Regions from separate parts of the Columba livia genome. Here region 1 is linked to region 2. The links are chromatin contacts, called in public Hi-C maps. All regions are on one chromosome and are shown on one strand. Each heading gives the region's core, a stretch centred on a gene start, on an enhancer-like site or on the middle of the called end of the contact. The rest is flanking DNA. Distances are from core to core; before and after follow the strand shown. Region 1 overlaps ANKRD11 (ankyrin repeat domain containing 11). Region 2 overlaps ANKRD11 (ankyrin repeat domain containing 11).

Region 1 (4,930 bases), core at 822-3,321, 54 kb after region 2:
GGATTCCTCCGCGGCTCCTGGCAGCGTCCTGGCCAGAACCAGCCCCTGCTGCGGCCGAGCCCGTGGGACCCGGGGGCTGCACGAGTCAAAACTCCTTTTCGTTAAAAAGATTTTTACTTTGTGCTTCAAAGTCACGGGGAGGATTTGCTCTCTTGAAAAGCAAGCGCGGTCGGTTTGAGAACAGAGCTGCTGTTTATGCGGGAGGTTTTGAACAGCTTGGCTGTCGGGTGTGTTCGTTACATCAAGGATGCAGCAACGTGTTTTGCTGTTCGGGTTCTTCAAGCAGCATCAGACTGGCCTTGATTCAAATGGGTGTTGGGGTGCACGATATGAGGGCGAGGAGGCGCTCACCTGCCTTTGGGAACTTTGATGGCTGCTAAGAATATCAGCAGCAGCACTCTCCACGCAGCAGGAGCCCTGCAGTTAGTCTGGTTATAAACAAACTGTGTCGGTGCTTAGAAATAGATGTGAGCGAAGACGGATTTTCCACTCACACGCACCATATCTTCCTTCTGCTGCTTTGTGGGTTTAGGACAGTTGCTGGGTAGGAGGGATGCAGCTTGGCTGCTGGCAAAGAATTGCCGTGCTGCTCTGCAGATACATATCCTGCCTCTCCTCCACGAAAGGAAACTTAATTTTTGTTTCCTGATCTGGCATCTCGAAACTCTGTTCACCAGCACATCCCTGCAGTGGGACCGCAGCTCTGCAGCCCCGTGCTTTGTGCTCCCGCTGGGCAGCGTGCGCAAGCAAGCAAACCAGGAGCGCAGAGGAAGGGCTGCTGACCCCCCTCGCGTGCGGAAAGGATCAGTACTTGCATAAAGAAAACTGGAAAAGTGCTCAAGAAAAGCTGTAGGGTCAGGGTTGTGGCAGAGGTCGGGTGTGTGAGCCGGGCTGAGCTGGGCAGGGAGGGAGGCAGCGAGTTGCACTGTGCTCAGCAGGGACCAGTTCCCAGCAGCTGGAAGCGGGGCTGCTGTGGGAGGCATTGGGAGCACAGCTGGCAGTGCAGGGAGGGCTGGGGTTTGGCCGGCCCTGTGCCCATGGCCTGGCAGCAGCTAATCCCAGCTGGATGATTGAGGGGACCGAGTGTCAGGCTGGGATTAGTGGGATGACTAGCCCGGCACAGGGGTTTCTTCCTCCCTTCTCATTTTTTGGGGAGTTTTTCAGATGCAGGAGGGGATGTGGCTGAATAGTCATCGCCCTGACTGCGGGCAGGTGCTCTCTGCTGGGCTGGAACCCCCACTTTGGGAGGAGAGGACCAGCCCAGTGCTCCCCGGGCCAGCAGAGCCCTTGGTTTGGTGATGACGAGAGCATGAGATGGCAACGTCTCCAATCTGTCAGCCCGTATCTCGTTAGCACTCATTGCTGGTGCTTTTAGATGCCTCCAGTCCATGCTGTGTGGTACAAGGTTGCGTCTGCTCCTTGAAGCACCATCGGCATGAGATGGAGACTCCTAAGAACAAGATGAAATGTACGATGCTGGCAGCGGCCCCGCAAAGGACCCGCTCCCTCCCTTTCCCACTGCTGTTTGACGGTTTGGGGAGAACCGGCTGTGCGGTGCATGTCCCGGCTGCAACCGCAGCGGCTGCCACGAGTACCAATGCCCCCAGCGCAGGGATGTGGCTGCCACAGGTACCCCCAGTGCAGGGATGTGTCCATCACCGCAGGCCGTTGTACTTGTGAGATGCAGAAGCAGAGCTGGAGAGCTGTTAACGCTTTGCTCAGAATTGAGTGGGTTTTTCAGTTACAGCGACATTCACAGGTTGTGTTTCTGTGTCTCCTCGCACCACAGAAAAGCAGGGTCCCGAGCGGAAGAGAATTAAAAAGGAACCCGCCACCAGAAAGCCTGGCTTGCTCTTCGGAATGGGCCTTTCGGGGATCCGGGCAGGCTACCCGCTCTCCGAGCGCCAGCAGGTCGCTCTCCTTATGCAGATGACAGCAGAAGAGTCTGCAAACAGCCCAGGTGAGATCCCAAGGGGGGTTTGCTCAGAGGTTTTGCTTGTAAGCTGCTCCATGGGGTCTCCCCGCTCTCAGTGCTGTGGGTGGGATGCTGGAGAGGGGACACAGGCACCCCCCGGCTGTGCTGTGGCTCTGGGCACGGGCCGTGGCTGCCGTTCCTTCCTCCAGACCACGTTGGTGGCAGGAGATGTCCCCCGGGCCACGCTCAGCCTGCCCTGGCCACATAACCAGAGCTTTGGTTCCGCGGGAGCCTCCTCCACGGCACAGCTCCACGTTTCCACTGGCCTCTCAGCCTGACTCAGTGAAGGAGCATTGTGAAAAAAAGTTAAAATACCATCCGCTGTGGGTTTTTTAATGTTTCTTGTTGTGGAGAGGGATAGGACCCGTAAGCAGTGCAGCTGTAACTTGAGATGCGGAGCAGCTGGAATGTGTTTACCACGGATTTTGTGTTTTAGTAATTTTTATCTGTTGCATACATGACCCCGCAGAGTTTTTAGAGGCACTGTGCTGTCTGTCTGTGCACATCTGCAGCCTACACACAAACATTGCAGCTTTTAGCCACATAGTTTGTTCTTGACACCGATCTAGCAGCTTATGTTGCTGTTACTGGGGGAAAAAAAGTGAAAAAAAAGACAAAAAGCTGTGTTGTCCTCAGAGGGATGAACTACTCTCCCAGGAAATGTGCAGCCTCGTCCCAGGGCTGCCAGACCTCACATGGACTTGGGAAAAGCCACTTCCCTTAGGAAATGAGGTTTTAGGGTAGGGAGCTGCATTGTTTGCCCCTAAATCGTGGGATCGCCTGCAGCCCCTGCAAGGGCCGCAGCTCTCTCTGGTGGGCTTTGGCAGCCTGCAATTAATATCTGCATTCGACACACGCAGGCTGTTCTCTGTCTGCGCTGTTGCCTTACGGGGAGCGTTCTGGGGAGAGGCAACACGAAACGTGTTGCAAGAGCTCCCTCTAAGGGCTTCGGCCTTGCTTGGAATTCCTGACTGTTTCTCTCCTCCCTGCAGTTGACACAACACCAAAGCATCCCTCTCAGTCCACAGTTTGTCAGAAGGGAACTCCTAACTCTGCCTCCAAAACCAAAGATAAAGTAAATAAGAGAAACGAGCGGGGAGAGACTCGGCTGCATCGAGCTGCCATCCGAGGAGATGCCCGGCGCATCAAGGAGCTCATCATCGAGGGTGCAGATGTCAATGTGAAGGACTTTGCAGGTAAGCAGCCTGCAGGGCAGCACACCCATCCGGGCCTTTTCCCACCCACTTGAACATTCCAAGAATTGCTCCTGCCAGGGAAAGCAGTTACTTTTTAACATGGGTTTGCTATTTGTAAAGAAGGGAATTAACCAATAATAAGGATGTAGCCCTTTTGGAGGAGTCTTGCCATCCTTTTAAAAAAATACCCTAGTGCAGATTTGTTGACCTAATAAATCCCTGAGCAAGATCGGTTCCCTTGGTGCAGTTTGGCAGCTGAGTTGCCAGGCTGCCCGGTCTGCCCTGACCGCGCTCCCGCTGGGCGGCGATGCTGGGCTGGATCCGTAGTGATCCTGGGGGCTGCCGTGGCTCCGCACTATGTGTCTGTGACTTTCTGGTCCCTTTTCTCCTGCCCTTCCACGTGCGTGCTGTCTTGGGAGTCTGGAGGGGGGTTTGCAAAGGGAAATGGGCTGGTTTAGCTCCTTTTTTTACTTAAAATGTGGGAAATTATGTGCACAAAAATACTGAGAAGAGTGGGTTTGTAAAGCCATCGCTCCAGCATTGAGTGGCTGATGCCTGCAGCGTTCTGGGCGCTGTTTCTGAGCACCGAACGTGGGGGTGCCGCTGGCAGGAGCGGTGCCAAGGACAAGGTCAGGCTCCAGCTGTGCCAGCCGGGCAGCTGAGTTAGAGGAGATGATGGTAACACCTGCTCCTCGTCATCCTCCTCCCCATCAGTGCTGCCAAACTCTCAGTGCTGGGAGCGGGGAAAGGCGCCTGGGATGGGCACGGACACGAGTCCTGGGCGAGGTGTGAGCAGTGCTGTTCGCACACCCGCACCAGCAGCAGGATGGATCAGCATGGGGCACCTTTTCTTCCAGCACGTCCGAGAGCCTGACTTTGCTCTTCGCTGTTCTCTTCACACAATTTTGGGGCTATAAATAGCTATGCGTGTTCCTCTGCCTGTATGATTAATATCAGCGCTAGACTGAAGTATCTGTTGTGATTAATTCTGGTCACAGGTGCCCCTTTTTAATGCTCCAAGTGAAGGTAACGGAACGAGCTCCCACGACGCTATCAGCAAAATACCGAAGGAGCCAGGCACATTTGCTGCGAAACTTCAAAACAGCCTCTGCTTAAAAATAGTCTGTTTGAACATGATAAAATATTTCATTCTGTGTTCTTCAGAGGTTTGTTTGAGAACCAGAGCTGCCGTTACTGTGGAGACCTGCTGTTTGGTTTCTCCCTGCGCCGGGGCCTGTTTTGCAGTGCGCGGCCGCTTGTTTGGAAAGCACAGAAATATTTGTGAGGTCTGTGTGGGGGATGTTCCAGAGCCATGTCTGCAGTTCGGAGCTCAGTCCGGATCTGGGCAGCAGTGTTTCTCTTACAAAGAAGTTGGAAGGGGAAGGGATTTTAGACCTGCTTTCCACACAGCATCAGCAATTCTCTTAATTTCCCCCGCAGAATTTTGCCTTTCCATTTCCCAGGGCAGTGCAGATGATCTGTTTGTAGTGCATTGGTGGGCCAGAAGGAAACAAGGGGTTGATGTAACTGCTGTTGGGGTTGGCAGAGCTGCAGGTTCCTGCTGCGCCAGGGTGAACTGGGCAAACAAGACGAGCTTCTTGGCCACCAGAGCCACAAGCCCCTTGGTGTACCAGCACCGATCTGTGGATGGAGGGTTCTTCTCACCGTCTGTAACCCCCCGAGGGTGACATCCCTGCTCTGTGTTCCTGTGCTCGCAGGCTGGACAGCACTGCACGAGGCGTGCAACCGCGGTTACTAC
Region 2 (5,206 bases), core at 622-3,121:
TGCTGGCAGATCTTCGGGTTCTTACTTGGGTCAGATGTAACCTCAGCCGATGTAAAGCTGTGATGCAAAGCATGTGTTGCAGTGGGAAGAGTCGCTGGGGTTGCTGCAGCGATGGCTGGAGTTGAAATGAGCCCCTCGTGCTGTGGACAAGGGCTCTGCCCGTGGCGGCGTGAGGTGCTTGTGCCTGGGGAGGTGGCGTTGGCACGAGGGCTTGCACAAGGGAGCGGGGTGGGGAGCTGTGCTGGACGAAAAGGAGAAGCTGGAGATACCAGTTGCATTCAGAAATCTGCTACTGGTTTTTCGTGAGTGAGCAATAGCCTGCTATTCCTGGTGCCTGAGCCCCCTTCTCTGCTGCATCGGACCAACGTGCTGGAGATATCACTCATGGTGACATCCCAGTCACACGTTTATTGTCCTCTCCTCCTTTACTTCATTACGTCTTGATCTCTGTAACCTCTTTAACATGTGTAAATGCTGAAATGAGATTATCTTTAAAGAGCCCTTTATTAAAAATGTAGTGACCTTCCTAATCAGAAGAAATGTTCCTGTAGCTGCTTTCTCCTTTCCTGCGCTTCGACAAGTAGTGAGAGCAGCATGGTGAATCATCTCACCGGGGTGACAGTTTGGGCTGAAAACCGGGTGGATTTATCCAGGTGCGTCATCGCTGTGATAGACCCCAGCACCCACGCCCCTGCCCACGCTGCTCCCATGGGAGTCCCGGGGACACCTTCCTCAGGCTGAGGTTGCAGTTCAGAGCAGCTCCAAACCTCACTAACCTTCAGCCTGATGGTGAGCGCGGTGCTGAGCTCCTGCTCTGCTCTGCTGACTCGTGGCCAAACTTTTTGGGCAAGCATTTGTGGCGGCTGCTGGGGGATTTGTGCGTGGTGGGCATGGCTGGTGGCTCTCTGGTGGATCAGAAGACCCTGATTAATATCCTCACTGCTTCCCAGCCCAAACTGGCCCCAGGTCTGAGCTGACATGGGACCTGCACCCGCTCTGGTGTCAGCAGCCCCAGCTCAGAGCGGCCGCCCGGCCGTCCCTGCCACAGGACACTGCCGGGCGCCTTGCAGAGGGATGAGCACCTGTAAAAGGGCATGTGAGGGACTAAATTACAAATGATTTGAGGCGTCCTTTCAGTGCCTGCTTTTACTGAGAGCTTTACAGCTATTTGAATCCAGTAGCAGGAAAGGCGGTTTCCCGAGCGAGGCAGCCAAACGCTGGTGGCACCCGCAGAGCAGATGGGTGTCGTGTCCCTGCCCAGCCCGGCAGCAGAGCCTTTCCCTGAGCTGTGTGTACTTGTGCCTGGGATCCTGGTTTCCTTCGGGGATTGCTGGAAACTCCCCACATCTGTGTGCTGTTTATTGCTTTGGAGCTGATGGCTGGAGGAGCAGGGTGGTCTTGCTGCTTTACCATTGGTAATTATTGCCGGAGCTGACGAGCCTTTCCTGTACGGTTCTGGTGGAGCCCTTGGCGTGCAAGGATGATCAGAGAGGAGGTTTTTTTTTCCCCTTGTAAAATATATTCCAGCTCCAGTTTGTAATGTGGTGAGAGGGGGAGCGAGAGAAGGGAACAACAGCATTAGCGGATGTAGAAGTAGCTGGAATGAGAAGCTTTTGTGCCATTAATAACAGCCCTGGCTGGCAGCCAAGGCTGGGAGTGTGGGATTAGCCTGAACAATCAAGACTGCGGGATCAAAACAAGGAGGCAGGAACAGCGAGGTCACGCTGCTGCCATCTGCGCTGCCGCAGTGGTGGGAGGCGGCGGAAGGGGAGCCGTGCCGGCAGCTCCCGAACGGCCCTGCGCCGCGGCCAGGCCTTGGGCTCCCAGCTCTGCCGGCACCTTCCCGGCGTTTTTGGGAAATGGCTTCTGAAAAACAGGAGCGGCTCGGTGGGGCTTGGAGGTGCACTTGGCTCCGGGGTGAAGGGCTGAATGGTGGTTGTGGCGGAGGGTTTGGGGCGGGTGTTGGTGTGCCAAGGCCTATTAGCCACGTGGTGCTGGTTGTGAACCCGTCGGTGACCCGGGGCAGGTATGCTGCGGCTTTGCTGGGGACACGGCAACGTTGCCTGCACCGACCCTTGCAGGGCTCCATGTGCCCTTTACATGGTTTCCAAAGGACCAACAGGAGATTCCTGCTGAAAGATGAATTTCAAAGCAGATGGAGGCAAATCTTCAGCTTCACCCTGGTCTCCATCAGCTTCTGCTGAAATACCTTCTGAGAGTATCAGAAAGCAAAATGATCCGCATCATTTACGCTGCTTCTCCTCTGTTTCCCCCCTCTGACCTAGTAAATCTTTCTGTCCTGCAAGTGTAAATACAAAAGCTGAAATGCAGTAGAAGCAAAGCAGCGTCCCACAAACAGCCTCCCAGCTCTTGCTAAAAATATCTCTGCGCGGTGCAGTAACTCCCAGGCATTCTTTTGTCTGACTGCTTTTGAATTCCCTAATTGAAGTTGGTTGGAGGGCAGTGCACCAGTTTCCTGAATAGCTCAGATGTTGATTGTGAGTTAAAAAACAAGAGCAAAATTGTTTTTCCTTTGTGCAGCCATGCTTTTATTTACCTCCCCCCCTCCCCGCCCCTACCTTTATAATATCTGTATTTTTACTTGCAATTTTATTTTGTAAGACAACTGCATTAAATATATGTGTGGAGAAGCGGCCCAGGAGGCAGCGAGCGGGCAGGCGCAGTTTTCGGTACGTGATGCCACGTGCGCGGTGGAGCCGGAGTGCCGGAATGGTCCAGCCTGGCACAGAGGCGCGCTGCAAATGGAGCTTAACGTAGTAGGAAGTGTTAATAATGGTTCCTAATTGCCTACTAATAACTAAATCTGTGGAATTTGGCAGCAATTGGGGTATAGTTTTCTCCTGCAATCTGTCCGTTCCCTCCAGAAAGAACAAAGTTGCTTCACTGACGTACAGCAGCACGTCTTAAATTCACCGAAGGTAATGGGTGGAAAGTTTTCCAGATCCCGCATGGCCTCCGGCCCTCAGCAGAGCCCACAAGGGTCCTTCCCTGGATAAAAACTGCCGCGTCTTGGTCCAGCACTGCAGGATTTAGCAGAGGAAGAAGAACAAAATCAGGCTGGTTTTCTCCCTTTTTTCTTTTCTTTTGAACTTGGAAATACAGCAGCCCAGGCGGTTGTCGAGTGCTGGGAGCACCATGTGCGTGGGTGGCTCGTCCGGCTCTCAGGGACGGGTCCCTGGGATCTTGTGGGGACGGGTGGAAAAGTTTGTGACCAGTAATATGTGATAAGTCACAGTTGGTCTGAGAAGCTCCCCAGAATATATCTGTTGGGTAAACGTGATAAACCGCGAGTGCTCAGAGCTCCTCTGTGGCTGGTAAACAAACACAAATGTTGCTTTCACTCAAGCCTCAGTAAATTAAAGGTTTGAAATTGTGATGGAGGTTGGAGAGCAGCTGATTTCAGATACTGCTTCAGGAGCTGGGGTTTATTCATGCTCTTGCTGATGAGCAGCGTTTTGTAGCTGCTCAGCAGCAGCAGAAAAACAAGCACATTTTTTTCTGTTTTCAGGGATAACTGCAGTGAAGCGTGGGGGGCCAGGGCTGTGCTGGTACCGAAGTACCTCCCCATCCCTGTGCACCTCGGCAGGCCCCAAAACTTCCATGGTGCACAGGGTGGGTGCTGGTGCTGCCCCCCGAAGCGGGCGCAGGGACCAGTGCCGCAGCCCCTGGCCTGGGGACACAGGGAGCCGGGCTCCTCCAGTGTTTCCTTGGAAATGGAGCATCTTTGTAGTTCGACACACGCAAAAATAGGAAGCCGAATGGGTGAGCTGGCAGACTGCATGCTGGGTTTGCTGCCGCTCACCCTGCCGCGGTGGAAAAAACAGTGAGATGGGTCTGGGGGAGCCTGTGGCAGCGGGCACCCCGCTGTCCTGCCCTGGGCACCCTGCTGCTGGGCACGGCCATGGGGGCCCAGCTGCCGCCTCCACCTGGCTCTCCTCACCCCCCTTCCCACAGCAGATGGACTCTGGAGGTGAGAAACACTCTCATTGCCCAGAACCTCCCTTCTTCTCCGACCCCGCGGCTCCTGCTGGCGGAGAGGCCGGTGGCGCCAAGGAGGGCTGTGCCAGAGCTGGGCAGGATGGCTGCGGTTCTGTGCCCTCCTCTTAGCTCCTGGGTTAACGTTTAACCTGTTGGCGTTTCAGTGCCTTGGGTTGTTTGATGTTATGGGGCACTTTGTTCAGCTCTGGCCTACAACTGGGTACAGCTTATCTGCTGCGAAGGAATGTGAAGAATTTCATGGGGAGGAAGATGAGACTTTTCGCTTTCCCAGTGGGGGAAATCACGTCTGGGCAGGTGACATTGTCGTGTTTTCTATACGCAGGCAGCTCCCTGCTTTGGGAGCCTGTATGTTAAGTTTCCACCTGGCCAAAACATTTTCCTTCGGACTGTAAACTTTAGAGGGGAGCGCGCTCAAATGGAAAAGTTGACGCAGCCTTATCTGCGGCGCAGCCTCGCGCTGATAGAGGAATCCGAGCCCTGGCTTATGTCAGGCTTGAAGCTTTCCTCTTTCCTTCCAGCAAACCACATACCGCTGCCTTGGAGCCGTTCCTTCATCGGGGGCACATCTTTCAAGGAGCATACTTTGGTCAAGAATCGGGTCTGGGTTCATTTAAAATATATTTTGAGTTCCCACCGGCTGCCTCTGCTCCCTCCTTGCCCGATGCTGTTTGAATGGTCCCTCTTGGAGGGCCGGGCAAACAGCAGCACCCCTTCTCCAGAAACTTTAGCTCTTGTCTTCTGTAGGCAATTATTCTTGCAGGAGACATTCAGGTCACCCGTTCCTCTCGCGCAGAAAGTGACGCTTCTATGAATGACTGATGCTTAACATAGTCAAGGGTCACCTTACCCAGCTCAGGGTGCCCACGGCTTTCATTGCAGCGTGTGGGAACAGCTTCTCAAACTCCTGCCGGCTCTGCCGCCAGCACTTCATTAGCAAGAAAAAAAGCCTGGAAATAAATGTGCCAGCTGTGCCCAGGCCCCATGGCCAGCGCGGCGGAGCCGTCCCAGCACTGCCTGGTGAGGTGGGAACCGCAGCTCCCCCACGCACCGTCACCCTGATAACTGACCCAAAACAGCGGCTGCGGGTCAGGCTGACATCTGGCACAGCACCGGCACCGCTGCCGGGAGGGAAGCGCCAGCGGGGCTGGAAGGAGCCGGGGGAGGACGAGAGGGAGGGGAAGGACGG

What was found. Hi-C and Micro-C count contacts between places; a contact is called where the count stands out from the background.
Region 1: a contact with region 2 is called in a Hi-C map of liver, with 2.0 times the contacts expected there. The contact joins two enhancer-like sites. A contact is called at or near these places in 2 of 2 Hi-C or Micro-C datasets (crop and liver).

Annotation. Positions count from the first base shown.
Region 1 is chr13:6,256,015-6,260,944 of bColLiv1.pat.W.v2, forward strand. It overlaps ANKRD11 (ankyrin repeat domain containing 11), which reads left to right. Exons shown (of 14, transcript XM_065028721.1): 6 at 1,790-1,960; 7 at 2,968-3,171; 8 at 4,890-4,930. Among named protein-coding and RNA genes, the nearest start is that of SLC22A31, 18 kb to the right of the region's middle. Within about 2 kb of position 2,072, at least 3 of the 3 cell types and tissues checked have an H3K27ac peak away from gene starts, as active enhancers do.
Region 2 is chr13:6,202,625-6,207,830 of bColLiv1.pat.W.v2, forward strand. The region is part of intron 2 of ANKRD11 (ankyrin repeat domain containing 11); the gene reads left to right. Among named protein-coding and RNA genes, the nearest start is that of ANKRD11, 69 kb to the left of the region's middle. Within about 2 kb of position 1,872, at least 3 of the 3 cell types and tissues checked have an H3K27ac peak away from gene starts, as active enhancers do.